Linked DNA regions of Mus musculus: region 1 is linked to region 2. A link is a contact called in public ChIA-PET data. All regions are on one chromosome and are shown on one strand. The core of a region is the stretch at or near the end of the contact, and the rest is flanking DNA. Distances in the headings are between cores, read along the strand shown.

The links. ChIA-PET counts read pairs in DNA pulled down with a chosen protein or histone mark.
Region 1: an RNA polymerase II ChIA-PET map of memory CD8 T cells shows a contact between it and region 2, with 8 read pairs. The contact joins two enhancer-like sites. A contact is called at or near these places in 2 of 115 datasets of contacts at active chromatin or transcription factors (memory CD8 T cells and microglia).

Annotation. Positions count from the first base shown.
Region 1 is chr17:84,264,873-84,269,902 of GRCm38.p6, forward strand. All of the region lies in intron 30 of Thada (thyroid adenoma associated), which reads right to left. Among named protein-coding and RNA genes, the nearest start is that of Gm24492, 20 kb to the right of the region's middle. Within about 2 kb of position 3,024, at least 92 of the 459 cell types and tissues checked have an H3K27ac peak or open chromatin away from gene starts, as enhancers often do. A contact at or near this core is called in memory CD8 T cells and microglia, where this site is marked.
Region 2 is chr17:83,730,358-83,735,476 of GRCm38.p6, forward strand. The region is part of intron 3 of Mta3 (metastasis associated 3); the gene reads left to right. Among named protein-coding and RNA genes, the nearest start is that of Mta3, 27 kb to the left of the region's middle. Within about 2 kb of position 2,049, at least 228 of the 459 cell types and tissues checked have an H3K27ac peak or open chromatin away from gene starts, as enhancers often do. A contact at or near this core is called in memory CD8 T cells and microglia, where this site is marked.

The DNA of each region.
Region 1 (5,030 bases), core at 1,774-4,273, 540 kb after region 2:
CTCACATTCTTAAACCCATAGGCCCTCAAGGGGAACAGCACTCAGCTTACTGGGGACTAGTAAAGAAGGGGGACACAGGGGTGGGAGGAGTGATCAAAGGAAGCTGAGAAGGAGGTGAGCCGTGTTACAGTTCACAGTTTGCAAGTCAGAGCTGGCTTGAGGGGCCAAGTACTAGAGTGGGCCCACAAACACAAGCTCTCCCATACCTACTCCCTTCATCAACACCATTTTACTGAAACAACCAACCAACCCCCCCCCCCACACACACACATTTTTCTTACTCACCTTGAGATCTATTCTCATATTCTCAAAAGCCTATTTTCCTCATCAGACTATAAGATTTATTTAACAGAATGACAAATAGCCAACTGCATGCCAACAGAGCACCAGTCCTCCCACAGGCCCTGAGGCCACAGGGATGGCTGCCTGAACCAAGAAATATAACTTTCCCACAGTGTCCTGGTACCATGCAGCCCTGACATTGGGAGAGGCTGCAGGCCTGATGGCTTTGGAAGTCTTGAGTCTGCTTCTGCCTAGCAAGGGGGAGTAAGGCCATGAGCATGGGAAGAACATTTCTAACTGGGTGCTAGAACTACAGTGGCTGATGGCTTAGCCTTTGCTAAGTTCATAAACTATGAACTTTGTCTCAGGGTCAACAGCAGCTCTCACTTGGAGCTGGCCAAGTATTTAGGTGCTCAGGTCCTACCTTCAGTCTAACTAGTGACTTCTGAGAACACGTTCTATCTGAGCAGCTCTATTTTAGACAGTCCAACATGACAAGCAGTGTCTGGACACATGGAGGCAGTAAGGTCCAGGAAAAAGCTTGACAAGGACTTGGCAGCTGAGTACAGATATTAGCAGTTTTCAGTGGGGTCCACGCCTGTTCAGCTGTGTAGATGGATGGGTTCTCCTGACCTCTGAGGGTTACATCTCTGCAAATGCATAGGGACTTCACAGGGTTTTCCGTATTTAAATCCCAGATCCAGGAGTTTGCCTGAGAACCTGTTTTGTTGCCCTCTTTACACTGCACTGTGGTTTTAAGAAATAGTTGCAGTGCCTAAGTCAGTCTGGCCTCGCCCAGAAAAGGCTGATAAACAAACTGACCCAAGTACTGCCTGTTCTACTTTAGCCACATCTTAAAAGATGAAAATGTAACACGACCCTCTGGAACAAGGACCACATGAGGGTCCCTGGCTTCAGTGGACTTGGGAAGGCAAAGGCATTTATTTCTACAGCAGAGTCTCTCAGGGTGGGAGTTGACACTGGGAGGTTTTAAATCTTCCCCGGTGATTCCAGCATTCTACCCTGAGCATCAGGAACTATTGTTTGGAATGAAAACTTGCTACCAGCCAACCTGGCATTTGTTAGTGCCAAGACCAGGAGTCACAGTCTCCTGTGGGATCCTAATGGGAGAAGTGGCTGGGTGAGTACAGCAGTGATGTGTGTAAAGCACGCTCTATTAAAAGCAATGACCAGAGCCAGAGTGGTAGTGTCCCAGTGTCATCCCAGCAGTAGGAGGGCCGTGGCTGGCCTAGGCTAAGGAGCAAGGCTCTGTCTGTCTCAAAGTAAAATTAAAGCTATCACCATCCCCACTCTCCCAGGAGGAGGCTAGCAAGACAGAATGTGCAAACAAGCACACACAAAGAGACATAAAGCACATGGCTTGCTACCAGGATCTGAACAAGTTTTTGTTTGTTACCTGGCACCCCTGGCAGAGCACACAGTACACCCAGGCCCTAGTGGTACCCTGGGAAAGCCCAGGGAAAAGTCCTTATGAACCAGAAACAAAAGGTTAAAGCGTGTCAGTTACTGTGTTAAAACATTGAAAGTAAAAGTTGAAAACATAACCATACTTGTTTGCCTTATCTCTTGAACTTATGCCAAACTAAACTAGTGTTATACATAGGGTGTGTCAACACAGAAAAGTTAATTTTCTAATACCAAGAGCATTTTGAGATAAACTCATGGAATCATATATATTGATTGCTTCATCCAGAGCTTGGTACAAAGTAGGCATTCCAAAAATAACTTTTAAAAACCCTTAAACTTTTGGCAAGGTCTCCATGCACTGTTTGTGGGACGAGGGTCTCACAACGTACAGCAGCTGTAGCACTGCGCTGCCTCTCAAGAGACTTAGTCTGCTTTTAGAAATGAAACCTAAGGCCAGAGTTACAGACTGACTCCACACCACACGCAGCAATGAAGGCAAAGTAGAGCAATGAAGCCAATTATAGTGGCATATGCTTTTAATCCCAGCGCACTTGGGAGGCAGAGGCAGGTGGATCTTGGTGAGTTTCAGGAGAGTAAGAACTATATAATGAGACCAATCTCAAAAAACCCAGCAAAACAAACCAATAAGCCCAATCTCTCTCTCTCCGCCCCCTCATACATACACACACACACACACACACACACACACACACACAGGCATAGAGACACACAGAGAGATGCTTAAGCCCACTTTTCAACAAAAGATTCTTTTCCTAGTTAATCAAAAAGGCAAAATTAGGCAAAATTATTTTTTTTGTAGAGATGGATAGTGATAGGAAAAATCAACCCCCCAATTCCCCAAATTGAAAAAAAAAAAAACTCTGAAGAAATAATAGAGATTTTAGTTTTTGTTTGTACTTGCTATTTTTAAATGTTTTAAGTATGAAGTTACTATGTTAACCCCAGCACTTCTATCTCTTGGCTGTCCCATCACACGCTGCCAATGACAGCTCTACTTTCTGTGTCTATGAACTATCTGCTCAGCCAGCCATCTCTCGGGGTACCTCCATGTGGTGGCACAGGTCAGATCTCTCTTGCTGCTTGGGGATATAGCTGTGGCAGCGCACTGGCCTAGCATGTGGAAAGGCCTGGGTTCAATCCCTAGTTGAGGATGGGAACTTCTCTTTTAAAGATGGACTAATGTTACCATATGTATATAGCATATTTTGCTTACATTGTCAGCAATGAACACTGCTGTTCTGTGGTTTGGTGACCAGGAAGAACGTTGCTCTGAGCATAGCAGTACAACCATCGAAGCCTGCTTTCTCTTTCTCTGAACTTAGACGGAGAACTGCAGGATTAGATACTGATTCTATTTCCAGTTTTTAAGGAAGTGTGATACCATTTTCCATAGCAGCCATAAAGTTTTAAGTAATAATAATAGCAAATATTTTCATATTGCCAAGTGAAAAAAAGGAAGCTATAACTTTTATACTTAATAGAACCTTAGCTATGTTTTTTAAAAAAAGGAAAAAGATGATGTAACCACAGAGAACTGTGCTAAGAGTAGATTTCACTTTTATATTGTTTTTCAAATTATTTTTCCTTGCTATGAATGATAGCCAAGGAAAACCAGGGATGAAGTTCTGTAGAGAATGTTTCCCTTCGGCCATCCCATTCCCCACCCCAGAGCCCAGCAGCACACAAAGCTCACCTGCTTATCTTCTTCAGTTTGGTTTGTTTTTTTGAAACTGTTTCACTGAGTAGCTCAGACTGGTCTGAAATTTGCAACAGCCCCTTTGTCTCCGTACCCCTAAGTAGTAGGATTAACACACGTGTACCCACACACATGGTTTATGTCATCAAGTTTTCTAAAAGGAACATCCAATACATATTTACTCTTTTATGGCTGAGGGAAACACAAGATAACAAACCACTTCTGAAAAAACTGAAGCCCAATATAATTGTAATCCCAAGTCACAGCCAAGGTAAACAAGCCGTTTCCTCTGAGTCCTGCTTGAGAGAGCTTTTCAAAGTTCTTTCTGTTAGGGTGGAGCCTGTGACTGCTAGGACAGCAGAGCTGCAGCCTGAAGACAGCAAGCGCAGCAGGAGGACCATCCAAGGGGCCTGGACTGCACCCTGTTGTGGCATCCCTAGACAATGTTGTGACATCCCTAGACAATGTTGTGACATCCCTAGACAATGTTGTGACATCCCTAGACAATGTTGTGACATCCCTTCCCAGGACGGGGCTCATTCTGAATCTCACTTGCTTCCTGACCTGGGCAAGATTTCCACCCCACCGGGATCTGGTAACTGCTGCCCTCACACCGGGATCTGGTAACCGCTGCCCTCACACGGGGATCTGGTAACCGCTGCCCTCACACGGGGATCTGGTAACCGCTGCCCTCACACCGGGATCTGGTAACCGCTGCCCTCACACCGGGATCTGGTAACCGCTGCCCTCACACGGGGATCTGGTAACCGCTGCCCTCACACCGGGATCTGGTAAATGCTGCCCTCACACGGGGATCTGGTAAATGCTGCCCTCACACCGGGATCTGGTAAATGCTGCCCTCACACCGGGATCTGGTAACCGCTGCCCTCACACCGGGATCTGGTAAATGCTGCCCTCACACCGGGATCTGGTAACCGCTGCCCTCACACCGGGATCTGGTAACCGCTGCCCTCACACGGGGATCTGGTAACCGCTGCCCTCACACGGGGATCTGGTAACCGCTGCCCTCACACGGGGATCTGGTAACCGCTGCCCTCACACGGGGATCTGGTAACCGCTGCCCTCACACGGGGATCTGGTAACCGCTGCCCTCACACCGGGATCTGGTAACCGCTGCCCTCACACCGGGATCTGGTAACCGCTGCCCTCACACCGGGATCTGGTAACCGCTGCCCTCACACGGGGATCTGGTAACCGCTGCCCTCACACGGGGATCTGGTAACCGCTGCCCTCACACGGGGATCTGGTAACCGCTGCCCTCACACGGGGATCTGGTAACCGCTGCCCTCACACCGGGATCTGGTAACCGCTGCCCTCACACGGGGATCTGGTAACCGCTGCCCTCACACGGGGATCTGGTAACTGCTGCCCTCACACCGGGATCTGGTAACCGCTGCCCTCACACGGGGATCTGGTAACCGCTGCCCTCACACCGGGATCTGGTAACCGCTGCCCTCATACCAGAGGAAAGAACTGGACTGAGAAGGGAAGGCTGAGAAAGGGAGAAGGGAGGACAGGAAGGATTAATGAGCTGATTTCCATAAGACTCCTGACATCCTGGAATGAAAAGCAGCCTGCAAGA
Region 2 (5,119 bases), core at 799-3,298:
GGTGTGGGGATGGCTCTGTTGATGTCCCAGTTGCTACTGGTACCGAGTCATATTTTCCTCTGGGTTTGGCCAGTTGTGGATGTATGTGATACCTTCGGTGGGCTGCACAGTGAAACTCCAGTGAGGGATGAGAGGCGCTTGATGGGGTGAAGAGAAGTATTTGTAATGTAGTCAGTCCGAAGCTGTAGTGTTTTAGAGAAATGGCTGTAGTAGGCTCTCCTCTAGGGTCTGACCTCTCCAGCTGCAGCTTCTTGGCTAGGTTTACAGTAGCAGGCATAGGTTCTCTCATTCTGAGCAGGCCTTAAGTTCAATGACATAGTTGTTGGCTGCTGTTGGGGCCGTCTGGTATGGTCAGTCATTGTTGTGGGTGGAGGAAGTCTTTACAGCTGAGTAGGGCTATTTCTTGCTTTTCTCCTTAGCAGTTTGTATGGCATCTAATAATATTATGAGAGCCAGCCCCCACGGAAGAAGGTCTTTAAAGGTCACGCCAACTTGATTTCTCCCAAGTCCTATCACCAAAGTGTGTGGTGTTTTCAGCGTAGGGTATTACTTCCAAGATCTGGGAAGCAACCAAGGGCAATAGCAATTATCTGTGTGTATTGTATTGTTCTCTTAGATTCCTTGACTAACTACTTCCGTGAGGTGTCCCATGTCTGTCACTGGGATTTTTATTAGTCTATGGCTCCTGGGAGAATATTATCACCCTGTAACAATAAAAGTATAGATGTATATGCAACATAAATACATGGACACACACACACACACACACACACACACACGGATAGGGACACATACACATGATGTAGGTATTATTAAGTAAGCTTACAAAAGAATATCTTTCAAATGTCCTTAGTGTTTATGTCCCCTCCTCTCTCCTTCTGTATCACCCTTCTTACTCCCCCACTTCAGTACCCCCGACCCTATTTTAAAATTTTAATATCTATTTATTTGTATGTGTGTACCATGTTGCTTACGTGGTGGTCAGGACAACTTTGTGGATTTGGGTCTAAATTTGGGTACTGGAAATTGTAGTCCTGACTACTCTGGAATTCACTATGGCTGTTTTTGAACTCACGTAAGTCTTTCCTGCCTAGGTCTCTAGAGTGGTGGGATTACAGGCATGTGGATCCTTTTTACGTAGTTTATTATGGGAAGAAATGCTCGACTGTGCTTAGGGAAGACAGTGCTGGTAAATTCAGGACGGTAATGTTTTGCGAGAGCAGTGCTGGTGGTTAGCTGAGAGGAGGAAGCCCTAGGACCATGCTGGGAGTGAGTTCAGGAGGAGGATGCTCTGGGAGGACGGGGCTGGGAGTGAGCTGGAGAGGAAGGCTACTTCTTGTGCTGGTTGTCTGTTGTCATCTTGACACCTAGAGTTACCTGAGACGAGGGAACCACAATTGGGAAAATGATTGGCCTTTGTGGCATTTTCTTGATTAATAATTGATGTGGGAGGTCCCAGCCCTCTGTAGGCAGGAGGTCCTGGGTTCTATAAGAAATCAGGCTGAGCAAATCCTGAAAGCAAGGCAGTAAGCAGCACCCTCCATGGCCTCTGCATCAGCTCCTGCTCCAGGTCCCTCTGCATTCCTGTCCTGACTTCTTTTAGTGGTGGGTGTGACCGAGCCTAGTAAGCTGGGGTACCCTTTCCTTCCCGAGTTGCTTTGGCCGTGGTGTTCTGTCCCAGCAATCGAACCCCTAGCTAAGACACTTGTGGCTCTTTTATTTTCGCTTCTGAAGTTTCACAGTTTACAGCGAGCGGAAAGTTGCATGGTGGCACGCTAAGGCTACAGAATCCCAGATGGATTTTGATTTATTATAAGACTGGGCAGCCTTTGCCAGATGCAGTGTTCTTTGAATAAATGTAAAGCAGAAGTAGCTTATTTCTGATGGGATCCTGACTCGCTGTAGAACTGATGAGTCATGGCAGCTCACTGTGTGAAAGGACCATTTCAGACGGCCTTCTCTTCCCGCTGACTTCCTGTGCGTGGACTGCTCATTTCCACTCCCTTCTGTGAGGTCAGAGTAACGTTCAAAACCACACTAACCTTGCCGGCACCAGCTGCTCATCAGGCCGGGAGTTCTGCAGAGACCGGATGGCACTTGAGGGTGACAGTTTCCCTGCTGATAGAATGTGTGCTTGTAGTTTGCTTAAAATTTTTCGGCTCTATGTAGTGGCACATGCCTTTTATCCCAGCACTTGTAAGGCAGAAGCAAGCAGATCTCTGTATTCGAGGTAGCCTAGATTGCAGAGTGAGTTCCAGGACAGCCAGGGTTACACAGAGACCCTGTCTCCAAAAACAAAAATAAAACAAAACAAGAAATTAAAAAACAAAAACAAAAACAAAAAACAAAAATAAATTCTGGATTGAATGAATTCTGGAATGTAGGCTCCGAGGTTAAGAACACACACTGCTGTTATTAAGGACCGGATTTGGCAGCTTGTTAGCATCTGTAATTCTCCTCTGGGGGACCTGGCTCATTTTCAGGGATACCTGCACTCAGGTGCACATCCCCACCCTACATATTCCTTTTTTTGTTTTAAGTTTAAAGAAGTAACTTCGGCATTTAGTTCACTGCTCTTGCAGGGGACCTGAGTTCAGTTTCCACATTGGGACACAGAGACCTGTAACTCAAGCCGCAGGGATCCAGCGCCCTCTCCTGGCCGTTGTAGGCACTGTACTCGTGGGCACCTGCATTGAGAGCACATTCTCCTGGATACATAATTATTAAGTCTTTAGGACCCTTGGAGGCCCCCAGAAACTGAGCCACCAACAGAAGAGCATTCATGGGCTGGACCTATGCCCCCCACACAGATGTAGCAGAAGTGCAACTTGGTCTTCATGTGGGTCCCCCAACAATTGGAGCAACTGGACCCCTGACTCTGTTGCCTGCCTGTAGATCCTGCTCCCCTAACTGGGCTGTCTTGTCTGACCTCAGTGGGTGTGGATGTGCCTAGTCCTGCAGTGACTTGAGATTGCCCGGGTGGGTTGGTTCCTGGGAGGGACCTCCCCCTTCTCAGCGGTGAAGAGGGAGGGGCCATTTGAGGGGGCACTGGCAGGACCGGTGGAACCGTGATAGGGATGTAAAATGAATAAATAAGTTAATGGAAAGAAGAAAGAAAAAGAAATAAGTCTTTAAAGAAATTCTGCTCTTTTTTACAGTAAATCTTGATAGGCATAATGTCCATTAATAAAAGCTTGAGGTCTTCAATGGGGCTTAAAAGTGTGAGTAAGTCTTTAGGTTACAGAGCAAGAGAACTGCTGGGCAGGTGTTCTCTCAGAAAAATGCATTCAAATTTGGCCTAGAAAATATTCCAGGGTCTGGGGAGGCGGCTCAGTGTGTATCCCCAGCAGGTATGCACCCCCAGCACGCATAGAGCCCTGCTGGTGAACCTTAGCACCATGGAAAGAGGGTGGCTGCTGGAGCCTGCAAGTCCAGCATTCAGAAGACAGGGCAGGAGGATCAGAAATGTTAGTCCATCCTCAGCTAGGTAGATAGCTCAGAGCTAGCCTGGGGTACATGAGACCCTGTCTCAGAAGAGGAGGAGGAAGAAGAGGAAAAGGAGGAGATAGAAGAGAAAAGAAGGAAGAAGAGTTGGGGTGGGGAGGGAAAAGCCCCAACATTTTAAGGATTCTTTTCTAAAAACTAAGTTTTGTATGTATGTGATGCACACACAAGCACACACACATACACACACGCACTCATAATTTATTTTTTTATTAAAATTATTTTTATATATGTGGGTGTCTGTGCATGCCTGTGGACACCAGAAGAGGGAATTGGACCTCCTGGAAATGATATTACAGATGGCTATGAATCACTATGTGGGTGCTGAGAATCAAACCCGGGTCTTCTTGAAGAGCAGCCAGGGCTTTTGACCACTGAACCGTTTTTCTAGGCCTTCATATACACAATTTAAAAAGAAAAAAAAAAAAAAAAAAAGCTGGGAGTAGTGGCACACAGTTTTGGTCCTAACACTTTTGAGGGAGAGGTAGGCAGATCTCAGTGAGTCAAGGCCAGCCCGGTCTACATAGAGAGTTCCAGGCCAGCCAGGGCTACAAATTTTAAAGCTAAAACAACAGAACCAACCCCGTTTCCCCCACCCCCAAAAGTGAGGTTTGCTGTTGTTATTCTGATATGTAATGACGCCTTTTGCTCTGTAAGGCACCATTAGAATTCAGTTAGCCATGTCTTTTATAGCAACAATTTATCAAATTCCAATTAGGCAGGGAGCATAATTTTGTATGTGATATTTGCTGTGCTAATAGTGCCAATGCAGCAATAACTTTATCGATCCCCGCCGGGGAGATGGTATTGGACTTGCAAGTAGGCGGCGCCTTTAGAACTGTGTCTCTGTGCATACATCGATAGAAAGAACATTCACGGAAGCTACAATTGCTGCTTCTTTGTTTGAGCTTAGTGAGACTTTAACTTTCTTTTATTGTATTGTCTGATAGATACTGTGTGTGTGTGTGTGTGTGTGTGTGTGTGCCTTTGTCTCCACCTCTGCGCATATACAGAGGTCAGAGAACAACTTCCATTATGTGGGGCCCAGGGATTGGAACTCTGGCCACCCAGCTTCATGGCATGCGCCTTTCCCGGCTGAGTCAACTTGCCTGCTCCTAAGTGAGATGTTTAAACTCAGTTTTCCAGGCTTGTTTTCAATTCAGAGCTTTAGAATTTGAAATTAGGGAATATGACATGTCCTCATACAATCAAAAAAGAATTGTGGGAATTGTGTTTGATAAGATGCCTTCTGTGGTCCTGGGCCCTCAATAAGTATTGTGACAACTGAACCGGATGGTGGTGGCGCAAGCCTTTAGTGCCAGTCAGTGCTTTTGAGGCAGATCTCTGAGTTCCAGGCCAGCCTGGTCCACAGAGCTAGTTGTACAGCCTAGGCTACAACAGAGAAACTCTATCTTCAAAAACAAAAGCAACAGACAAAGAATTGTTAGATCTGCTTCTGTCCATGTGGCACCTGTGGTTTCATAGGTAAGAATTCTGCAAGGGCCAGGCAGTGGTGGCACACGCCTTTAGTCCTATTGCTTGGGAGGCAGAGGCAGGTGGATTTCTGAGTTCGAGGCCAGCCTAGTCTACAGAGTGAGTTCCAAGACAACCAGGA